4 separate regions of the Mus musculus genome follow, and regions 1, 2 and 3 are each linked to region 4. Evidence: chromatin contacts called from public ChIA-PET and HiChIP or PLAC-seq data. All regions are on one chromosome and are shown on one strand. Each heading gives the region's core, a stretch centred on a gene start, on an enhancer-like site or on the middle of the called end of the contact. The rest is flanking DNA. Distances are from core to core; before and after follow the strand shown. Region 1 holds the start of Wnk1 (WNK lysine deficient protein kinase 1). Region 2 holds the start of Ccdc77 (coiled-coil domain containing 77). Region 3 overlaps Ninj2 (ninjurin 2). Region 4 has its middle 19 kb from the start of Adipor2.

The links. ChIA-PET counts read pairs in DNA pulled down with a chosen protein or histone mark. HiChIP or PLAC-seq counts read pairs in DNA pulled down with a chosen protein or histone mark.
Region 1: a contact with region 4 is called in an RNA polymerase II ChIA-PET map of memory CD8 T cells, with 29 read pairs. The contact joins the promoter of Wnk1 here to the enhancer-like site in region 4. A contact is called at or near these places in 1 of 39 promoter capture datasets (cranial neural crest), 2 of 484 Hi-C or Micro-C datasets (CD4 T cells and the G1E-ER4 cell line) and 3 of 115 datasets of contacts at active chromatin or transcription factors (the 230-238 cell line, memory CD8 T cells and pro-B cells).
Region 2: a contact with region 4 is called in an H3K4me3 HiChIP or PLAC-seq map of pro-B cells, with 4 times the contacts expected there. The contact joins the promoter of Ccdc77 here to the enhancer-like site in region 4. A contact is called at or near these places in 1 of 39 promoter capture datasets (neutrophils), 4 of 484 Hi-C or Micro-C datasets (B cells, CD4 T cells, erythroblasts and 1 more), 2 of 115 datasets of contacts at active chromatin or transcription factors (pancreatic cancer cells and pro-B cells) and 1 of 9 other capture datasets (embryonic tail).
Region 3: a contact with region 4 is called in an RNA polymerase II ChIA-PET map of memory CD8 T cells, with 27 read pairs. The contact joins two enhancer-like sites. A contact is called at or near these places in 1 of 39 promoter capture datasets (hippocampal neurons), 2 of 484 Hi-C or Micro-C datasets (LSK cells and pre-B cells) and 5 of 115 datasets of contacts at active chromatin or transcription factors (embryonic stem cells, large pre-B cells, memory CD8 T cells and 1 more).

Annotation. Positions count from the first base shown.
Region 1 is chr6:120,037,364-120,043,298 of GRCm38.p6, forward strand. It overlaps Wnk1 (WNK lysine deficient protein kinase 1), which reads right to left and starts at 1,292. Exons shown (of 28, transcript NM_001199084.1): 1 at 1-1,292. The coding sequence starts at 269.
Region 2 is chr6:120,353,492-120,358,863 of GRCm38.p6, forward strand. Ccdc77 (coiled-coil domain containing 77) reads right to left here and starts at 3,876. Exons shown (of 12, transcript NM_001381936.1): 1 at 3,836-3,876; 2 at 510-563. The coding sequence starts at 547.
Region 3 is chr6:120,185,162-120,190,647 of GRCm38.p6, forward strand. All of the region lies in intron 1 of Ninj2 (ninjurin 2), which reads left to right. Among named protein-coding and RNA genes, the nearest start is that of Gm25327, 44 kb to the left of the region's middle. Within about 2 kb of position 2,595, at least 189 of the 459 cell types and tissues checked have an H3K27ac peak or open chromatin away from gene starts, as enhancers often do. A contact at or near this core is called in LSK cells and memory CD8 T cells, where this site is marked.
Region 4 is chr6:119,404,705-119,410,751 of GRCm38.p6, forward strand. It overlaps a transcript of Adipor2 not described here. Among named protein-coding and RNA genes, the nearest start is that of Adipor2, 19 kb to the left of the region's middle. Within about 2 kb of position 3,442, at least 91 of the 459 cell types and tissues checked have an H3K27ac peak or open chromatin away from gene starts, as enhancers often do. A contact at or near this core is called in the 230-238 cell line, LSK cells, memory CD8 T cells and 2 more, where this site is marked.

The DNA.
Region 1 (5,935 bases), core at 42-2,541, 630 kb after region 4:
GCGGTGGCATTGGAGTCGCAGATGACGCTTCGGCGGAAGAATCGGTGCTCCGTGGGGGTGGTGGTGGCGGCCGCCCCACGACTGTCCTTGTCCATAGTGTGCCGGCGGCGCCGATATTCCTCCGTCCTGCCAACTCCCGAGTCGGCGACCGTAGCCCCCAGTTTCTCGCCCACGGAAGAATCGGAGCTTGAGCCATTCTTGGGGACGGGCGCCGGAGGCGTAAGGAAGCCCGGAGTGCCGCTTTGCTTCTCGGCGGCACCGTCAGACATGGTCGGTCCGATGGAGTGAAGAATGCGGGCTCGGATTTATGAATGAAAAGGGAAAAGGGTGACCCGGAGAAGCCACCAAGAAGTGCTGGGCAGCGCTCCTACGGCGGGCTCCGAACCACCGGACGACTCCCACTCAGCACTGACAAGGCGCCCCGAGGGCGACGCGGGACACTGAGTCCGGCTGCTGCGGCGGCTGCTGCTGCTGGCACCGAAGCTGCTGCGGCTCACGGGGCGGGCTCGTCGGCGGGCTAGGAGGGAGCGGAGCCACGGGGGTTAGCGCCGCACAGTCCGCATCCATCCTGCAGCGAGCGGAGGCCGGTAGGGCTGGGGCAGCAGAAGCGCCGCAGTCATGAGGAGCAGGGCGCGGAATTGGCTCCTGGGCGAGAGGATGCGACCCAAGTGAAGACGGCTAAGCTCCCTCCGCTGCCGCTGCCGCCGTCGCCGCCCGCCCGCCGAGCACGGCGGGATAGGCCCTGAGGGCGGAGGCACAGCGCGCGAGGGACGAGCCCCGACGCCGGGCGGTGGCAGCCCGGGGCACAGGAGTGGGAGGGGCCGCGCAGGGGAAGGAGGGCCGCGGCCCGGGTTCCCGGTCGCTCGCTCGCTCGCTCGCTCGCTCGGCCGCCGCCTCAGGCAGCACGCGCCCCGGAGAGGGGACCAGTCTCAGAGGGCGCCCATCACTAGATGCTGAGGGCCGAAGCCTCGAAGCCTCGAAGCCTGAGGAGCGGCCCCCCCCGTCCCCGAGGCCTCCCCGCCCGCCCCGGGCCTGGCGAACCTCTTCCCCTCTCTGGCCGGCGCCGGGGGCAGAGGAGGGAGGGAACTGTGGGGAGGGGAGGGCCGCTCACCGCGGGGCCCGGGCTCCGCTACTTCTCTGGCCAGGAGGAGAGGAGACCGAAAGAACTGGGAGGAGGGGGAGAGGGAGAGAAAAAGAGCAGTCACCCCACTAGGCGCCTTCTGTCAGCGAAGAAGGGAGTACGGAATAGCCGAGCAGAAGGAGCGCGTCCGCCCGGGAAAACTCTCCGCTTTAAATGGCGCCGATGTCTGAAGCCTCCACACAGCCCGCTTGGACCCCGCCCCCCGCCGCCCGGGGCGGCCCCGCCCACATCGCGCTCGGGGGGCTCTCGCGCAGGCGTGCCGAGCTCGAGGCACGATGGGATTTGTAGTTTCGCGGTGAAAACCGTGAAAGGAACCCGGGAGGAACGCGCCTACTACTTCCGTGATGCCCTGCGATTGCTCTAGCCTGGTGCCTCCTGGGAATTGTAGTTCCTTTTTTTGAAAACCGCCCCATCTGAAAGCCTGATGGGAGCGTCATCGTGGGTCGCTCAATTCCGTTCCAAACTCAGTGCTCGCTATCAAAATCATTATTTAGGAATCAATTGCAAAAGAAGAGAAGAAAGGAGAAGAAAAGAAAGGAGAGAATGAGAGACTTCCGTCATGTTCTGCTTAGATAGCTCGTAGAGCTGCCATGCAATGAAAAATGATGTTGTTCGTCTTTAATGGAGAGCCTCCTTAGTGTTGTGACTAGGGGTGTGGGAGTGGAGAAGGAGGTAAAGCTGAATAACCTGAGCCTGAATTCGAAGACTCCCAGAAAACTTTGTGAAGAGTGCACATACCATCACTGTTGATTAGATGGGTGAGGGTAAACAAAATATATTCCATCCTTCTCTTCTTCACAACAACTAAAGCCGCATGCTCATCTCCAGTTTCCAAACAAGTACTTTGGCTGCAAAGATGGGCTGCCTACTAAATAAAACCCAGGATCAGAGCGAACCTCTTTGCTTTGCCGGAAACTTAACGGGAACGGGAGGTGTAGGGGGCGGGGAGAGGCGGGTGACAAGCATGGGAGGAGGTCGAGTTCGAAGATATTCTACATCTTTAATCTTTGATTACAAACTTGAGAGGACATAGTTGACTTTTGCCTCTATATTTGAGTAAAAATTATTTTCCTTTTGTTTTCTTATACCCTGCCTCGGTGGCTCAGTAAAACATCCCCTTTCTGTACTACACTTGCATATGTACACATATGTAATTTATACCAAGGCGCGGATCTCCGGAAACCTAGATCCGTGCAGTTTACAGTAATGGAATTCTTCTCTTCAAAATATCTTTAGTGCTTCCTGGACCACCTTTGCTACTACGTAAGATTATAGTTGTGATGAGCACCAGGGGGCACCAGACAGAGTAGGAAACCAAATTTATGAGCCAGATGGCAGTTACAAGTCTTAACCCAACCGGTGAGAGCGGGAAGCGCTTAAACGTACGCAACCGCACCCGAGCGTGAATACGCTGCAGTCGCAGCCCAGGACTGGAGCGAGCTCTGAAGCGCGTTTTCCTTGTCCAAGACTATATGAGAGGATCTCTGAGTGATTTGGAAGCGGCTAAACGGAAGATTCCTTGACTCAGTGTATCTAGATAAACTTCGCATAGAGAAGTCTTGCTATACAATTAATATTAACTTATCAGAAACGTTTAAAAAGAAGTCAGCACGTTTCCTTTTTTTTTTTCTTGCCGAAATCTACCATGTAAGTTTTAGTGTTTGTTTGAACCCTATGGCTGTTAGATTTAATAAAGAAGGCAGGTTGTGAACAGTTTGAAATACAAGTGCAGAAGGGGCAGGAAGAATACTGAAATATTAGTGCTCTACTGTTTTAGAAAATCATTAGTTCACTTTATTAATGGTAAGTCTGTTTTAGTACATTTAATTAGTGGTTTATCTCCAGTGATAAATCTAATGTCAGCAAATGAAGAAGTAACTATGAAGTGCATTTTTCTTGTACTTCTTAAGACTGTTGATTATAATTTTCTCAAAGTTGCTTTACCAGAGAAAACTTTGTTTATAACACAAAGAAACTTAATTATACAGTGGTGGGTTTTTAAAAGACCAGTAAATCACAGTTTTTTTTTTATTTATTGTATGTTTGTTTCTATAAAAAGAAATTAGGATATTTCTGTCCAGGTGGTTCTGAAACAATTTTATCGTTGTTGCTTATTCTTATTTACTAAACCCTGCAACTTTGGTCACATGACAATGGGCACAACTTCCTTAATATATATAATATAGCCATGACCTGTCAACACATCATTTCAAGCAAGAATACCTAGTCATTATAAATAACCTACTAATCATTGACTTTAAAAACCACACTTATCCACATGACAACTTTTCCTACTTAGCTTTACTAGGAAAACAGATACAATGGTGAGTATCGTCGCTGTGTGGGACGGTTAGACTTAAAGGTTGAACTATAGTATGGAGATTTACTACGCTCACATGTTCATCTCTCTTTATAATGATTAAATCCGTACTAAGTTCCCTGTTATTCTTGACTATAATTCCAGATCATACTTTCCCTTTCTCTGGAGTTTGTTTTCAAGTTCTCTCCCGTCCACACAAACCAGCAAGAGACTAAATAGAAGTGTGTGGAACGGACAGCCAGGGTTATACAGAGAAACCCTGTCTTAAAAAAGCCAAGAAAGAAAGAAAGAAAGAAAGAAAGAAAGAAAGAAAGAAAGAAAGGAAGAAAGAAGTGTGTGGAAGAGCTTAGTATACACAAATGCACTCAGAATGAACATCTGAAGCACTGGCATTTGGGTGACCAAGAATGCAAATCTGTTTTTCTTCTTCAGTGTGTTGATTCATGCTTCTCTCTTCCCATTGATAACTTACAGGCAATAAAAGTCGGCAACAGCTTTAAGGTAGACAGTGGCTGAAATGAACTGAACACATACTTGATCTAGAGTATGGTACAGTTCCCGGTAGCTTCCTGGATGTGGCTTATGGAGGGCCTCTTTCCCTTTTTTTTTTTTTTTTTCTTTTTTCTTTTTTTTCCCTCCTTTTCCATGTTCCTTTGACTTGCGTGTGAATGAGTTTTGTTTCATTCCTGTCATTCCCAACTGTGCTTGGCCTTCTTTTAAGCTCTCGCTTGTGTTTACTGTTTTACAAAAGCTCACTATGTACAGGTTGAATGCTGGATAGTATGGATCTCAACTTCAAGTATGAATGTCAGTCAAGAAACCCCTCTGACTTCTTTATCTAGAAATAATCTCCTCTTCCCTCAAATTTCATTATCCCTTATTTTCACCTCTGTGTCATAGATCACCTTCTAAAATGATTTGGTTTTATTTATGATTCCTTGACTCAGTGTATCTAGATAAACTTCACATAGAGAAGTCTTGCTATACAATTAATATTAACTTGTCAGAAACGTTTAAAAAGAGGTCAGCACGTTTCCTTTTTTTTTTTTCAGTCTTCACTCACTTTGTTCTGTAAAATAATGTCTACCATTGATCAGACAGTTACTTATATGTCAAGATCTTTACACAAACAGGCCTATCTGAACTTCGTAACTACTTCACAGGAAGTAAGCTTTTTAATCTTCACTTTATAAGCAAAACCCTAAGGAGTAAACAGATTAATGTGGAGAGATGGCTCAGAGGTTAAGAGCATTGATTGCTCTTCCAATGGACCCTAGTTTGATTCCCAGCACTCGCATGGTGGCTCACAACTGTCTGTAACTCCAGCTCCAGGGCCCCCAATGCCCTCTTCTGACATCTATGAGCACCGAAGACCCTCTTTAATTAATTAGTGGATCAATTAATCAATGAAACAACAAGGCTGTTGAGTAGTTGTTCATAGACCATGCCAATTTCAGAAGCTTTTTCTGACCCACACATCGCATTAGGATAGCTAAGACTGTAGAGCATTTAGGAAGAAAACCAAGCTGATCATTACTAAAACAAAACTCTACCAATACTAACACTGGCAACATTAGGATTATCCAAAGCCACTGCTTCACATGCCCAAGTACACTAAGCTGATTTAACTTCTGTAGAAGAGGAGGTTACACTTCTCAGAGAACTAAATTATGGATTGGGAATGCAGCTCAGTGGCCGAACGCATGCTGCCGTGCGTATGGCCTTCTTGTGTCAGATCCCTAGTACGGCAAACACACACACATGCAGATTAAATAAACAAATTAAATAACTCTTTGATTGACCTCTGGTGTTCTGTGTGTTCAGAAAGAGAAAAAAAAAAGCAGGTGTAATATACCTTTGGTTATTGTGAAATTTAAGAAGCTAATGTGATATACAGGATGGTGCATGGTCTACAGAGGAACCTCCACCCGACTAGGAGTGGGAATTTCCCTTTTTGCAACTAAGCTGAGTTAACAGACAAAGCCATGAGGAGAGATGAATGAATGACAGCTGAGAGATATTAGTCAAATTCCACAGGGTTAAGTTATTATGAATCAGAGGTGTCAAGTCCACTCCCAAGGCTCCTAAGAGCAGCTTCTAGTCTTGCAGGAGTATCTAGTTAGGAGGACAAATGAGAAGCAGCTTAGAGGAAGGAGGAAAGGGGAAGTGGTTACTCCTTGCAGAGGGTGAAATTGGTCCATAGGACCCCTTCACCCCTTCTCTGTAATGGTGATTACTTTGTTTGTCAGGCTTGGGTCAGCTCAAGGGCATTTAAAAATCTGCAGATCTCCCTGGGTCTGCATTTCACAGAGGAAAAGGAAGATGAACTACAGGCACCTGCCAGTCTGCTCATCTGACTTAATGCAAGCAATGAGGGAGATTTCCATTCTCATTCCCAAAAACCACTCATTCTTCTGCCTCTGTAATGTTTGCACATCTCTCTGAAAAGGGGGCAAACAAGCCCTCATTTCTCC
Region 2 (5,372 bases), core at 2,626-5,125, 950 kb after region 4:
GTTCCAAAAAGAGGTTATGTTTGTTTGTTTGTTTTGTTTTGTTTGAGACAGAGTCTCTCTATGTAGCTCTTGCCGTCCTAGAATTCAATACGCTGACCAGACTGGCCTCAAACTTAGAGATCCACCTGCCTCTGCCTCCTGGGATTAAGGATGCTTGCCATCACCATTGGGAAGCTGTTTTAAGATCGAGATTCTGAGCCAGGTGGTGGTGGCAAAAACCTTTAATTCCAGCACTCAGGGGGCAGAGGCAGGTAGATGGATCTCTTGAGGCCATCCTGGTCTATAGAGTGAGTTCCAGAACTGTCAGGGCTGCACAGAGAAAATGTCTTAAAAAAAACAAAACTAAAACACACACCTACCCCACTCTCACAAAAACTAGATTCTGAATAAAAGCAGAGAATTGAGATTTAGAAAAGTATGCTGCCCCCTTCCTTATCTCCTATACCGACTGGATAAAACCTACAGAAGTATTGATTAATTAACAACTCATACGTAAGCAAATATCTTACTTTCTGCAGATGGGTGTCCGTGTCGGAGTGAAGTTCATGCTGTCTTCTCCACACCTATCAGTCAGATACACAAAATCACAATGAGGGCCAGGAAGAGGTGAGATCAGTAAATATAGGCTATAGAGCACAGTTCCCTCTGTTACCATATTTGACTTCTGTGGAGAGTGTGGCATTCAGACCAACACTGGGTGTTTTCACAACTGCTTATCCAACTTGTAGTACAGAAAAAAAAAAAAAAACAATTGGGGGGAATTTATCTTATTTTTATGCATATGAAGCAAATATTTACCACTAAGCTATAGCCCTAAATATGTTTTTTTTGTTTTTTTGTTTTTTTTGGTTTTGTGTTTTTCTGAGACTGGGTTTCTCTATGTAGCCTTGACTGTCCTGGAACTCACTCTGTAAACCAGGCTGGCCTCAGAACCACCACATCCCAGCTGTTTGTTTGTTCGTTTGTTTTTGACAAGGTTTCGTGTAACTTACGGCCTTAAACACCCTATGTATCTAAGAATGACCTGAACCTGTGATCCTTCTGCCTCCAACTCCAGAATGCATTTGCCACCATACATAATATATGTAGTTCTTCGGATCAACTTCAGTGTTTTGTGTATACTGAGCAAAAAATTACGCTATACCCCCACCCATACCTTAACAGGACGTAGTCTACACTGGCACTGAACTTCCCATCTTCTTTCCTCCAACTTCAAGGCACCATGCATAGAGGTACGTACTAGTACCACACCTAGTACACTCAAGCTCACTCAAACTGTTTGTTACAGGATCTTGCTATGTAGTCTGGGCTTGCCTGGAACCGGCCAGTCTCAGCCTGCCTACACCTGAACTCACATCACTTAGGTTGACATTACTATACCCAGCCAGATTCTAATCAGCCAAACAGGGGCTGCAGAGACAGCTTAGCCAACCTGAGTACAATCCCGGGTTGGGGGGGGGGGGAAGAGGTTGGGGTGGGGGAACCTAGCCGGGCGTGGTGGCGCACACCTTTAATCCCAGAATTTGGGAGGCAGAGGCAGGCAGATTTCTGAGTTTGAGGCCAGCCTGGTCTACAAAGTGAGTTCCAGGACAGCCAGGGCTATACAGAGAAACCCTGTCTCGAAAAAACAAAACAAAACAAACAAACAAAACCCCCACAAAGTTGTCCTCCGACCTCTACATACTCACACATAAACACAATAATAAATTTAAAAAAACTTTTAAAAATAAGCAATATAGTCCATGGAAATTAAGGAGACTGTCATGCCAAATTTAGAATGAACAGAGAGCCAAAAGTACTTTGTTTGACTTGCTTTTTCTACTTTTTATCTTTGACAAAGATTACCCAGGATATGTGAGGCCCAGGGTTCTAATCCTCTAGCACCAGGAAAACAAAACAAAAATTAAAAAACAGCAGAAAAAAAATCTGTATGATTATAATTTCCATCTTAACTGACAACAAGTAACTGAGGAGGAAAGATCATCTTGGTTTTTTAAGAGTGTGTGTGTGTATTTGAGTGTGTGTGTGTGTGTATGTGGGCATGTATGTACATCTAAAGAGTCAGCTTTCTCTCCCTACTCCCTGGTATCTCTAGGAGGGTCAGCCTCAAGTTGTCACCTCAACCTGCTGAGTCCTCTTATACCATTTTTATACTGTTGGCTCTAATAATTTTAAAAATATGATTATTTTATGTGTATGGGTGTTTTCCCTGCATGTGTGTCTGTGCACTAGATGCATGTTTACTGTGAGCTGCCATGTGGGTGCTGGGAATCAAACCCAGGTCCCTTGGAAGAGCTGCCTGTGTTCTCAAACACTTGAACCGTCCCTCTAGCCCCTGTCTAATGATTTAAGGGAAAGGTTAGGCCATACTTTTCTAGATTCTCATATCCAGCCTGAGTTCCAGGACAACCAGCATTATATAGTGATAGATACCTTGTTCCAAAAAAAACAAAACAAACAAACAAACAAAACAAAACAAAAAAATCACAAGCTGACAAGTGGCTACTTACAGACACGAACATTAAATAAAGCCTAGAATTCAGAACTTTCTATTTTAGAGCCTAACCTCTCTTCCCTGACTTATTTTTATCTCTTTCCCCAGATATACCCTGTTTTTATAAAATGTTTTTTTTGTTTGTTTTTTTGGACAGGATCTCACTACGGCTGGCTTGGAACTATGTAAACCAGGCTGGTCTAAAACTTACAGAGATTGCCTGCCTCTGGCTCCCGAGCACTGGGATTAAAAGCTTATACACCACGCCAGAGGCACATAATGTTCTTGGTTCTATGCCTTTGCTCATGAGCTTCCTGGCAGTTCAATTATAACTCCTTCCACAACTCTAGTAAATTCACTTAATCAAGTGTATTCTGCATGTAAAATTCATCTTAAATACTATTTCTTCCATCTCTTTCTTGAGTTTTTCCATTCAAGACGATCTAGAAAGCCAATTGTAGTGGCATCTGTCATTAAAAGCTAGCACTGGGAAGATCACCCAACATTGAGGGCAGCCTAGGGTACAGAGTTGAATTCCAGGCAAGCCCGGAACAGAGCAAGGTCTTGTCTCAAATAAACAACAGAAAAACCATAAACTGATTGTGTACTTGTACTCCCAACACTCAGAAGACCGAGACAAGAGTATAATGCCAAGAGTTTGAGACCAGTCTGGTACATATAGTGAACTGCAAGCCCACGTGGGCTGCAGAGTAAGATTCCCGAATCAAAAAACAAAAACGAATAATTAAAAAAATTTAAAAGCTTTTTTTCCCCCCTCACTGATAAATGCCTGTATTTGCAGTTTTACTATGATAACCTATCTTCCAGGCAGACAGAAGCCATCTTAATCCTACCTTGCAAGGCAGGAATGCCTCTATTTATATAAAAGGTGATGGGTTTCTGTTTTGTAGGTGTAAGAGATCGAATTGAGGGCACAGGCGTGCTAAGCAAACACTCTACATATTGGCCACAACCCCGTCCCTAAAAAGTCGTATTTACCCGCATAACCACTTTCTGAAGTATTTTTATTATCCCTTATTTTTCAAACGAGGAAATCGAAGCTTAAGCAAGTGGGAGGAAGACGGAGACGGAACTCCGTCCATCTCAGGACGTCTGGATCCTGTTCTCTGGCAAGTTCATACAGTTCTTGAGCAGATCTTTGCTCAGTCATTCTTAAAGCTCTCCGCGTCCCGGAAACTTCTCTTTTTACAGACAATCTTTCCTTGACTGGCCCTAGGTTTAGTCTCCTGTAGCTCCCTTCCGCACTGATTACTAAGGCTTTTATCCCACCATATTTACTCCCCAAAAAACTTTCACCCTTTCCCTGAAATCCACACTCACCAAGTGCTAACCCCTGGCGTCCAACAACGCAACCGAAAAACAACTCAAATCAGCGAGCATCTACAAAATCCTACCAATCGCTCACGAGCTCAGGCGGCCTTTTAGGTTGCACACCAATAGGACGGTTGTTCACCCAGCAGTACTTCCCATCTTGCCTTGCGCCTCACCGGCAGAGGTTCCTGGGAAGTGTAGTTTCTCTTCTGCACACAGCATTGCGCAAAGACAGAATGCGTGTGGAGGGGGGAGGTAAGTATCCCTTGGCTGTTAGAACTCGTTTTGACAACTCAGTCTAAACTCACTTAACTATTTTCCTTTAATGAAACCTGTTGCATAAATGACATACATAATCACGAGAACTCCTCGGAGAGTTTAGTACACATTATCATTTGTTTCGAGTGAGCCTTTAGTTTGTTTCAAGTGAGCCTAAGAAACGTTCTACAAATCCTACGGAGTTGTAAAAGCCTGTAATCCCAATTCCTGAGAAGGGACATAAAAAGGATCAGGAGTTTGAGGGGAGGGGAGGGGAGGGGAGGGGAGGGGAGGGGAGGGGAGGGGAGGGGAGGGGAGGAGAGGAGAGGAGAGGAGAGGAGGAGACAGAGTTTTCTATGCCTTAGCTTAGATGTAATTAAAGAGGGATGGTTGTGAGCCACCATATGGGTGTGAGGAACCAAACCAGGACTCACTATGTATCCAGTTTAGCTTGGATCTTGCTGTGTAGAAGCCTCAGAGATCCTCCTGCATCTACCCTCAAATTCTGGGACTCAGGCATAAGCCCAGTGTATGGGAGGCAGGGGCAGCCAGCTGGGTCTACACAGCAAGTTCTAGGGCAGAACTACACCCTTAAACAAACAACAAACAAAACAAACACACAGAGAGGTATTATAGCTCATCACCTCTGACTCCAAACACATTTTAATGGCTCTTTGCTTGTTTGCTCAGTCATTGGATTCACCCTGCGACTGAACTAAGGCTTCAGGAATCATGGTCCTGCCGGGCGTGGTGGCACATGCCTTTAATCCCAGCACTCGGGAGGCAGAGGCAGGCCTCAGATTTCTGAGTTCGAGGCCAGCCTGGTCTACAAAGTGAGTTCCAGGATAGCCAGGGCTATACAGAGAAACCCTGTCTCAACAAAACAAAACAAAACAAAACAAAACAAAACAAAACAAAACCAAAAAAGGAATCATGGTTACTTAATGGTAAACAAGTATTCTACCACTGAACTATACTTCTCACCCAAGCCTGACTCCAAGAATTTCCCAGGGACTAACCAAAATAGAATAACAAAGAAGGAAAAACTATAAACTTTCTCTTTATCCTTTCCTATGACATGAATAGGAAAACCAATGATATTTGAAATATCATATTGAAAAAATTGTGTACACTTATCAGTGAGCCACTGAAGTTGACATAGGCATAAAAGCTTCAATTTTCAAGCTTTCCAAATTTTAAAGTAATGCTACTATGCATTGCAGAATTGATCCTTTCTTGTGTAACTTCCTTTTATATATCCTCTTTTGTTGCTGAGACAGGGTTCCCC
Region 3 (5,486 bases), core at 1,345-3,844, 780 kb after region 4:
CAAGGTGGAGGAGGCAGGAGGATTAGGAGTTCAAGGTCATCCTCAGCTACTGAAAGGCCACATGAGACAGTCTCCAAAAAAAAAAAAAAAAGCGCAGCTCTAGGACTGGGCTGGGGATGGAGCTCAGTTCAGAGGGTGGGAGGGGTTGCTTCCTCCTAAGAACAAGTTTCGTTTTTTTTTGTTGTTGTTGTTGTTGTTTTTGTTTTGGCTTTTCGAGACAGGGTTTCTCTGTATAGCCCTGGCTGTCCTGGAACTCACTTTGTAGACCAGGCTGGCCTAGGACTCAGAAATCCGCCCGCCTCTGCCTCCCAAGTGCTGGGATTAAAGGCATGCGCCACGCCCGGTTTACGCACAAATTTTTATCTTGGTCCCCACGACTGGAGAAAGACAGAGAATCTGCCAGTTTGCCAGGGCCTGATGCTGGGCTGTTTCCGGTACGATCCCTTGACCTTAGTTAAGAAGCTATTTTAGCTATTTTGTTGGGGGGTTTGCTCAATCCAGAGTAGGCCTACACTGACTTCTGGTGAGAAGGAAATCTTTCAGAGGAAGGTCCTTCCAGACATCAAAAGCAGAGAAGCAGCAAGGCTTTGTGGGGGCTCCAAGGTCACCCAGCAGAGATAGGGAGAGCCCCCTCCAGTCAGACCTCCCTGGCTCCACAGAGAACTCTGCCATTGCTGGCTTGCTCGCTCCCCCTCGGTTTCCTTCAGCTTTGTCTGCTATCAGAGGCACTGCTGAGTGCAGGCTGGGCTCAGTGACTGTGTCCTCCCATCTCACAGCGGCACTGGAAGCCTGAGAACTGAAGAGAGAGCGGTGCACCCGCCATGTGAGGTCTCCAGCTGCACCAGCTGGGCGAGGAAGGAATGAGGGCTGGGTGAGAGCAAAGCACCTGGGCTGGGTCAGGGTCCCAGGTGGGCACAGTCCTGCTGACTCATGCTGGCAAGTCAGTCAAAGGGGGCCCCTCAGGACTGTCGTCACCCCAGCACTGGGGACTCTGTGCTCCCTGAATCCTCTCTTGTTTATTCCCTCTATAGTCTATTTCATCTATGGCCAGTACCAAGGATACTGCAGTACAGCAAGCAAGATGCTCCATTGAAGGGGGTCTGGCACACAACTCCTCTTCCGTCTGCTAGGCCCTTTCTGAATGAATGCAGAGTTCATTCACTTGTTCATTAGCCCTGTCAGGTGAGGTGCTGCAGCACCGAGGGAGACAAAGTCCACAGTCCCCGCAGCAGCCGTTGGGGTGGCATGAAGGGTCATTTTATCTCCTGGCTTCCCCACTTTAGACACTTTATTCCCTGCTAACCCTTGCCGTTTTAGGAGATTAGGAGGGCAGGACTGTACGGCAGGCAGGGATCTTCACTGCATCCTAGATGTCTGCGTCTGATAGAAGGAGCTGGAGATGTGGTTTGTTGAACTGGACTGAATAGGCGGGCATCTTGGCAGGCTCTCTCCGGGCTGGATGGGGTGGAAAATTCAGCACCTTCCCCTTTTCCCATCTAGCTGACAGATACCATGGCCTGCTGGGGGTCTTCTCACCTGGACTACAGCCAGAAACTGTCAGTACTTCTTGTTCTAATTGCATTACATTCCAAACAAGAACTCTCGCCTTTTGAAATGTATGCTCTAGTGGGGAGGCCACACTCACTCTCATCGTGGTGTGCAATGTTGACTTTCAACTTCAGAACTAACTTCTGGGTTTGTTTGTCATTGTTTGGAGACAAAGGCATCTCTCTCTCTCTCTCTCTGTTTCTTTTCTTCCTTCTTTCTTTGTTTATTTTTTATTCTACATTTAGACTTCTCTCTGGATTCAGGTTCTCCATTACAGCTTGGAGAAATCCCGTGGCTCAGATGTACTGAAGTGGCAGAGCCCTTCAGCACCCATGACGCCTCAGCTCTGGTGTGGCCGAGGATGAAAAGAAAGGGGCCTCGGGCTCTCGGAGACAAGGCAATGGTGTGCCTATAATGGGTATAGGGGAGAGATGCTGCCACCCATCCTGGCTGCCAGGATAAAATGAAATCTGGGCTTCGTTTCATTGGTTTTCCTGTGGGAAAACCTAGAAATACTACATTAAAATTCTTTAGACTGGTCCTTTGAGGGTCTGTTTGGTTCTTTTTTGAGGCAAGATCTCTCACTCTTGAAGCCCAGGTTGAACTGGAACATCCTACGTAGCCCAGGCTAGCCTTAAACAAGCCTCTTACCCCAGCTTCCTAAGTACTGGGTTTGAAGGTGTGAGCCATAATTCTGGGTGGGCCTTTTGAGGTTTGTGAAAGCTGGGTGTAGTGGCTTAGCGACCCAGGTCCCAGATCCCAGGAACTCTAATACTTAAAAGCTGGGTGGTCCTGGCAACCTCACTGAACTGTTCTGACCCTTGGTTTCCGGGGAGCAGAGGGGGGGGGGAGGTGCTATTAAATGAATTAAAAGGCAAAATCAACATGAAACTGGCCAGCAGAGGCGCGCAGAAAGAGACTTCCAGGGCAGCCATGGATAGGGCAGTGGTCCTCATGCCCGGGCATCTCTCCTGATTGTCTGATTCAGTCAGAGAACCTGCCTACCCATCCCCCGCCCCTGTTGGGGATCCAGCCTACGAGTGAAAGGGAAGTGGTCTGTCACCAAGCCACGCCTCTGACCCAGCACCTTCGTTACTGTGTGCTCCCCGCTGCTTCTGCTTCCACATCAAATCCACACGCGTTGAGAACCATATTCAAAAAAAGAGCGCCGGCCTAAGGACTTCCATATGGGCACACAGCCCTTCAGATCTGACCTTTGGGCAGCCAATTTCTTGGAACTTCGGTTCCTTCACTTACAAATTTGGGACTAGTTCCATTTTCAGAGCTGTGCTCGGCAGGCAGCATTGTCTTTGTTGCTCTTTCCGTGTTAACTCTTTTACTTGGCTCTTAAAAGTAGGATCCACGGGGCAGCGGGGCAGCGGAGGTGGGCTGGGTGGACCTGGAGAATATTTGCTTTGGGGGAAACTCTAGAGCCAAAGTGGACTCTAGAGCTAAGTGCCAAATGGGGCTGAAAACCTCCAAGCAAAGTTCTGACCCAGAAAGTGCTCTGGTCTTGGGTGAGCACTGGGGGGTGGGGGGGTGGGGGGAACAGATAGATCCTTGGGCAGTTTGTGTGTGGTAAATCCACGGTTAACTGCACTCTGAGTAGTCTTTCCTAAAGGCCACTGGCCAAGTTCTGTTTGCAGGGGAGATGGGCGAGCTCTCCGCAAAGAGTAAGCAGGCCCCGCCGCGCTCTCCCACGCAGGTCCTCCCTTGCAGCCTCTCTGCACATTCTGCCTCCTCTAGTGGAGGACCAACCCTATTGTCGCCTGTAATTCTCACTTGGGTTTCCGAAGACTCAGATTCCTGCCGGGGAGGGGCTGAGCTAACCTGAGCCTCTCTAAGCAGTTTCCTGGCCTCCCCTGCGGGACAACCGCAGTCCCGCAGCCCTTCCCCCCAGCCCCCCCGAAGGCCACGCCCCTCATCTTTAATGTTGCACGGTCCAGGCCCAGTCCTGGGGCCTTGGGCAAGAGCTGGAGCCTCCCAGGGAGGTTGAATCCAAGGCTGGAGGAGCTTTCAGGGACAGTCAGGGATTATCACCAGAATAACACGCAAAAGACACCCCGCCCTACCGCGGATTAGAGGCTGTTGATTTTTAAGGGCAAGACGGCTGCTCTTGGCATGGAAGGCCAAGGGCGGCACAGTGGCGGCATGGGGCCTGCCCCAAACAGAGAGCCGCAGGAGTCTGCCCTTTTGTGGGTTTTGGCCTGAAGACAGTGACAGCACCGGGCCTGTCAGCCCTATGTGAGGATTACAGTCCAGGAGAGAAAAAGACAGTCCTTAGGGGTGGAGCAGGTTTTCCAACAGATGTCCCAAGCCACTCCCCTGTCCCGGAAGTGATGCCACACCCTAAAGCTCTTTTCTTTAATAAATTTGTGGGAAAGCAGTGTGTATTTGAGACACTTAAGTTTCTTCTCCAGCATCCTAGCACCAAACACTAGCAAGGGACTGAGCTCGGGGACTGTGCAACCCAAGAATATGCAAGAGAGGATCTTAAAGGTGGAGACAGCTTAAGTTCAAGACCAGCTGGGCTATGCAGTGAGACCGTGTCCAAAGGGGCAGGGAAGACAGCAGAAGAGGGAGCCATATAGAGGCCTAAAGAAGGCCAAAGGCCAACACAGACAGGGGAACAGAGCCTGTACCAAGGGAAGGGGTCTAGCAGAAAGAGGACACTTCCTCCAGGGGCATAGAGCAGACAGGCCTCCAGAACAGGCAAGAAGGGTGGAGTATGTTTAGGGAACTGTGACTAATGTGTACCATTGCTTCTCAGCATCCTGCTCCGGGCACAGGCAGAGCCTTCAAAAACGGTTAGCTGTTAGTCCGCCCCATGGGGAAGGGTGGGGAGAAGAGTAGGAGACAGGCTGGAGAGATGAGCAGCCCAGAAGGCAGAAGTCTGCAGGCCAAGAGCAGGAGCAGGGACCCTGGATACACAGTGTCATCACGCTTGGGCGAATATTTCCTTTTCTTGGGAGATTGGTGTGGTATGGCATGCCTTGGGTGTGGACAGAGGCTGTCCAAGGAGTGGAGAGGCATTACAAGTCTCTGGGGCTTGTGGAAAAGCTAAGTGGTGCCTACACCAAAAGTTGGGCTGGGACAGGCCCTGAGTCAGAAGAGATTATTTAAAATGCCTGTAGGGCCACATATGGGCGGATAATCCTGAGTTGGGGGTTTGTCTGCTTGTCTTCCATAAGTTCAATATTTCTCAAGGGCCTGCTTCCCATCCTTCCGCCCTCCACTTGGATGCTGATGATCAAACCCCATGGCCTCATGAATACTACAAGACAAGCATTCTACAAGGGAGCTTAAGCCCCAGCTATGCACAGCAAACAGGACAGATGTTCCCTTCTCACAGCAGAAGTAGCCAAGGTCGACCAGTTCTCCCAGATGCTTCTGTTAAATGTTTTAACATTTTCAATCCAAGGCAAACCTCTGTCTTCTTTGCCCACAGCAGTGCAGGGGTTGGGGACACATAGGCCTGGAAGACTCAGGCAAGTCTGGAGCAAGCTTCCCTGGGACTAAGGGCTAGACTTCCATTGAGCAGTGTGCCCTGACCAGACTATAGGATTACTTCCCTTCATCTGACTACCACCATGTAGTTCATCTTTAGGGTTCTTTGTTTTGTTTCTTTCCCAGGTTGTCCTTGCTTTTTTCCTGTCTCAGTCTCCTGAGTGCTGAGATTACAGACGTGCCATCCTGCATTGTTCATATGTTTGTCATTAGACCCTAAGCATGTTTTAGCTTCTGGAACATTGTAGGGGAGGGGTTAAGATGCTGACTCCAGTACAAAGGGAAGGGCACTCTACTGTGTGGTTTTCGGTGAGTTCCTTGAACTCTTTGCATTCTGCTCACTACATGGTGATGCTCTCATCTTTGCAGGGCTGAGTGAGGACTAAGCTGACTCATGTCCTGTATTTAACGCTGTGCCAGATATGTCCTCC
Region 4 (6,047 bases), core at 2,192-4,691:
AGACCGCCATCCCTTACCACCTTTCTGAATGACTGCAGTTCAAGTTCCTGGTTGGTCTGTCTGCCATCAGGCTCTCCACCATTCAAACGTGTTCTATGTACAACTGCTAATACGAACTTTTTTTTTTAATCTATTTACTTACTTTGTGTGTATAAATATTTTGTTTGCATTGCACGTATGTGCAGCATGTGTGCCTGTTAGGTCGCTTGTAACTGGGGTTACAGATGTGTGTAAGCTATTATGTGGATGCTGGGCATGTCATATTAGGTACAGATCGGGGAGGGCCTTGGAGTTCAGCTTAAAGGAATTTAGACTTTGAGCGCTTCCAAAGAGGTTTTGAACTTAATATAGGTTAAAAATTAGTGGGGCTGGAGAGATGGCTCAACAGCTGTTGACCATGTTGTGGTCAACAGTACTTGTTGCTCTTGCAAAGGACCTGTGCCTAATATGTCATTCCAAAAATTTATTTTGATTTCAGCATGTACCAAGTGTTATCTTCCAGTCAAACCAACTATCTACCCCTTCTGATAGAGGAGAAATTGGAGCATTTTATGTTCTGAATTGTAAAAGCACATTCATGCTTCATTTTGTAGGAAATCTAAACATGTACATTGGTAGAAACCCAACATGTGCCCTCTGCTAATGGTTTGTTTGTTTCAGGTTTACCTTCAAACGAGGTGTCATCTAGATAGAATGCAAAACTGGGTGCCTTTAGCGTACATGAACCCTCTGCAACCAAACATGATTAGGAAAGAAAAGTGGAATCTCAGAGGCAAGGCCAACTGCCCGGCCAGAGAGAGGAGGCTGAACTCTGGACTGATTTATTGCCCTCGTTCTGATTCCATGTAAAACACGATACGGGGAGATGCTTCGGGGAAGACAGATTTCCCTCCCAGATTGCCAGCTCTCTGAATAAAGTACAGTTTAAAGTTTCAATTCCTGGTTTTTATTTATTGTCAACAGGCATCACAGACTGAATTCCCAGGACATGCTATTCATTTCTCCTTATTCATTCTATTGTTCATCCCTCAGAAACCCTGCCCGGTGGCCCACACTTGTAATTCCAGAGACCGAGGCAAGAAGATCACCAGGAGTCTGAGGCCACCCTAGGCTTCCTAATGAGGTCCAGGCTAGCCTACCCCAAGAGAAAGGGAGAGGGAGAGGGAGGAGGTAGAAAAATGATGAATGAATTGGAGCGGATTGACCAGAAAGTGGGCTATATGAATCCCGAGAGTAGTGCTATCTCTTTCTCACCTGAGCACATTTTATTCATTTGATTGCTGTTCTTTATGTTGAGACTGCGTGCTCTAGGTCAGGCATGAGCTGGTGCGGATGCTATAACATCGCCACGTCAGACAAGGCACAGGGCCTTGCAGAGGCTAGATATTTCAGTGAGTATTTCAGTATAAATTAAAGATTTACAGACTAGCGCTATGATCCAGTCAGGAGAGTGTTTACCGAGTATAGACAAAAGCCCGGTTCCATTTCCAGCACCACATAAAGCAAGCAGAGTAGCACGTACCTGGAACCCTAGCATTCAAGAGGTAGAAGCAGAAGGAACAGAAACTCGGGATCATCCTTGGCTTCCTAGTGAGTTCAGGACAGTAATGATTTGGGCTGACAACACAGCTTAGTGGGTAGGAACACTTGGCTGCACAAGCATAAGGACCCGAGTTCAAATCCCCAGCACCCATGAAGAAAATCCACATGGTTTTCAGGTACACCTGAAACAACAGTGCTGTGGAGAGGAAACAGGAGGATGAGTTGAGTGAGGCTTGCTGCAGATTCAGTGAGAGCCCTTCTCAAGGAGTTAAGATGGAAAGTGACGGAGAAGGATGCTTGACATCTGCTGGTGTCCACTAAGGCACAGGCAGGCACACCTACCTGCACACGTGCCTTTGCTGGCGTAAATTAACAAACTGATACTAAAAGTCCAATGAGAATGGATAGGGACTGGCCAAAACAGTCTTGAGAAAGTGGGACGGGTGAAGGGCTCACATTTCCCAGTGCTAAAGCTACAAAGACACTTGATCCCCCGCGCACGACACAAACAGCTTGGCTTGGTGGCATACACGCCTGAGATCCCAGCACCCAGGAGGAAGAAGGAGGAAGAGACAGAAGAGCTGAAGTTCAAGGTCATCTTTGGCTACATATGGAGTTTGAGAAAAGTCAGGACTACATGAGACCCTGCCTCAAAAAGCAAGAAGAGTCAATCCCAGCACTCAGAAGGTGGAGACAGGAGGATCTCTGTGAGCTCCAGGAAGAAAAAAGGAGCAAACAGAGGGAGCTGGAGAGGTGCTCAGAACTGTAACTTTAGCCTCTGTAGGCACTGGCATGCATACATGCAGGCAACACATTCATACACAGAGAATAAAAATAATACTTTGAAAAAACCTGAGAGAGGAGATTTATTCAATGTGGCCACACTGGGAAAGGGACTAAACAAAGGGTCTAGTGGACAGACCAAGACCATCTTTAGGCACCGACTTGGGCTCTGGGGACTCTCACAAGAAGGCAAGAGTTGTGCATAATTGTGGTGGCGCATGCCTTTAATCCCAGCACTCAGGAGGCAGAAGCAGGCGGATTTCTGAGTTCAAGGTCAGCCTGGTCTACAAAGTGAGTTCCAGGACAGCCAGGGCTACACAGAGAAACCCTGTCTCGAAAACCAAAACAAACAAACAAAAGAGTTGTGCATAATTAAGCAGCCTTTGTCCAGGTGTGGGCTCCTTGACCCTCGTCTCCGTCAAGTTTTCCAGGAGGGCCCAAAGATGATCATCGCTTGTGTGGATCCAACTGAATTTTTAAATTTTTTTTTTTTTTTTTTTTTGAGACAGGATCTCACTAACTAGTCCTTGCTTTGTAGACTAGGCTGTGCCACCATGACTGACAAAGTGATCAGCACGGGCTATGGAGATGCTCCCGTCCGCCAGATTATATACCTCTGCCATTTTAAAAAACACATCGACAGGGACTCTGACTCCAAGATTTCTGAATCATTTGAGTAAATTACTCAAACTTGAAAAGATTTGGGGTCAGAGTCCGGGTGCGTAGCTAAGCATTGTAGTACATGATTTAATCTCAGTACTCAGAAGCAAAGGAAGAAGAAATTTCTGTAAGTTTAAGGTCAACAGCAAATCCCAGACCAGCCAGGGACAGGCAGTAAAATCCTGGCTCAAAAGAAGGCGGGGGGGGGGGGGGGGCAATAAAAATGTTTCACGAACTCAGTGAATAGAAAGGCTGGAATCCTACAATATCCTCTTTGAGTACACTCCCAGTGACCCTCCCACTCGTCCCCACCTCCTAAAGGTCCCAATATTCCCAATAGAACCACTCTCTAGGGGCAAAGTCTCAGCTAAATACAAGCCTCTGGGAAGACACTCGACATTCAATATTCAACTGTGTACAGTGAGAACAGAAACGGCCTCTGTTACAATCAAGCCCGCAGAAGAGGAAGGGTTGACATAGCTCTGCCATGGTGAAGACTTCCTGCCCCAAAGTAAGGAGTCCAGGGGACCTGAAACGCCCAGGTTCCACCCTCAGCCCCTCCTCACCCCACCCCCACCCCAGAACTCACTGTGCCATTGAGTCCTGCTGCTTCTGCCTCCCAAGTACTGGGATGTTCAGGGTTACATACCCCGTTATTTATGTGATACTGGGTGCTGAACCCAAGGCTAGGCAAACACTCCACAAGAAGTCTACACCTCCACCCCCTTTTTTCAGGTTTTTTTTTTGGGGGGGGTCTCAAACTATAGGCTACACTGACATGAAACTAATGGCAAAATTCCTACCTCGGTGAGTGTCGGGTTTGGGGATTTTAATTCCTTGCCTCACTGGTTAGGTAGAGGCTATTCTAAAACTGCAGTGCTCTCAGAACTGACTACAGCTTCACCAGGTCAAATAGGCAGCTTGCCTTCCTTGAACCTGTAATCTTGACTACCTATAAAGGGGAGTGTGTGTGTGTGTGTGTGTGTGTGTGTGTGTGCGCGCGCGCACGCGAGCACTCACACACTCAAGCCTTTGTCCTAACCCCTGCCGTGCTTTCAGAAAGGAAGAAACCCACTGTCACCACTGGCTGAGTTTTGGTAACCAGGGAGAGCTTGTGATTCTCACCACAAGGAACAAGACCCAGGGAAGGTCTGTGGTTTGTGGGAGGTTGTATCTCAGCAACTGCTTGTGACACACAACCCATTACAGTTTATCTGAAAGGAATAAAATAAAATAACATATACGAACACAGGAAGGAGCCTAGTGGTAGCCTGTTCGTACAGTAGCCTGCCTCTCGCCATTCCTCTTTTCCAAGTTAGTCCCCTGCTTGCCAGTCAGATAAAATACAAGTGAAGTAAAAGGTGTCCTTAGACAAAAACCAAAACAGACTGGATTTTTTTTTTTTTTGAAACTGGAATTACAGATGGTTGTTGGCCACCACTTAAGTACTGGCAACCAAACCTAGGCCTTCTGGAAGAGAAGCCAGTGCTCCTAACTACTGAGCTGTCTCTATAGCCTTAGGTAACTCTTTTTTTTTTTTTTTTTTTTTTTTGAGACAAGGTATTGCTTATGTAGCACTGGCTGGCAAGAATTCCCTTTATAGTATAGACTGGCCTTGACTTTATAGAGATCCAAGTAGCTCTTTCTCCAGAGTGTTGGGATTATAAATGTGGGATACCACACACAGCTAGACTAGGCTCTTTCCTTTCCTTCCCCTTCCTCTTCCTCTTCCTCTTCCCCTTCCTTGCTTGCTTCCTTCCTTCCTCCCTTCCTCCCCCTCTCTTTCTTTTCTTCCTTTCTTTCTCTCCTTTTCTGTTTTTTTTGTTTTTTCAAGACAGAATTTCTCTATGTAGCCCTGGCTGTCCTGGAACTCACCCTGTAGACCAGGCTGGCCTCAAACTCAGACATCAACTTGCCTCTGCCTCTGAGATTAAAGGCCTGAGCCACCACCGACTGGCATTTCTTCCGTGTTTTCCTGAACTTGAACTTTAACAGAGAGCTTTGTGCATGCTAAGTAAGCATACTATCCCTGATCTGTCCCTTATCATTGGGGTGATAGTTCAGTTATCAATGGGGTGATATTTCAATGTTCCCCTTATCTGAGTTCCATAGGTGCTTCTAAGTCAAGCATTAATAGGGTTCATGCTGAGTCCAGAGGTTTCCCATCTCTGGAGCTTATTGGTAGAGATTGAGTAGAGTGACTTAGCCGTGTGACATATTGGCTCACATCCAGACTGTTTCAAAAAGGGAGACTAAAATAAAGGGGCTGATTAGAGCTGGGGCCAATGGGGGTTGGGTCATGGCTCCAGAGAATTTCAAAACCTGTTGTGAGAACAGCAAGAATAATCTGTCTTCCAGATAACAGTTTCCCTCTGCCCCAATTCTGCTCAAGGTTCAAAGGCTAAGCCTTTTCCTGGCACACAGGTCTCCAGACAGGCTCTTTCACAAGGTCAAAATGCAATGAAACTCCAGCCTCCCATGCTTTAACTCTGGGTGAGAAGATGTGGGTGAAGGTTTCTCATGGTATTTTTCAAGTATTTGGGATTGGTTGGTTAGTTGGCTGGCTTGAGATGGGGGGTCTTGCTATGTAACCCAGGCTAGCCTTAAGGTCTCTACCCTCCTGCTTCAGCCTCCAGAGTATCAGGATTGCAGTCACCCACCCTAGCTGGCCTAGGCTAATTTTCCATAATGTGATTGAGTTCCTTCCTCCTCAGCCTCCAGATGGCAAATGCAGTACTCTGTCCCTTTATTGATAGCCTCTAGATTCCTTTAAGATTATTTGCTGTCAAAATTTTGTGAACTTGACACAAACCTACACAGAGGGAAGTGGGAACCCCATTGAGGAATTACTTCCATTGGCTTGGGCATGTCTATGGGGCATTTTTCTCAATTGTCAGTTGATGTGGGTGAGCCAAGCCCACTGTGGGCAGCACCATCCCTAGGCAAGTAGGCCAGGCCCATATAGGAAAAGTAGCTGAGCAAGTCAGTAAACAGCATTCCTCCATGGTCTCTGCTCCAGATTCTGCTCCTGGTTCCTACCGTGAGTTACTGCCTTGGCTCCT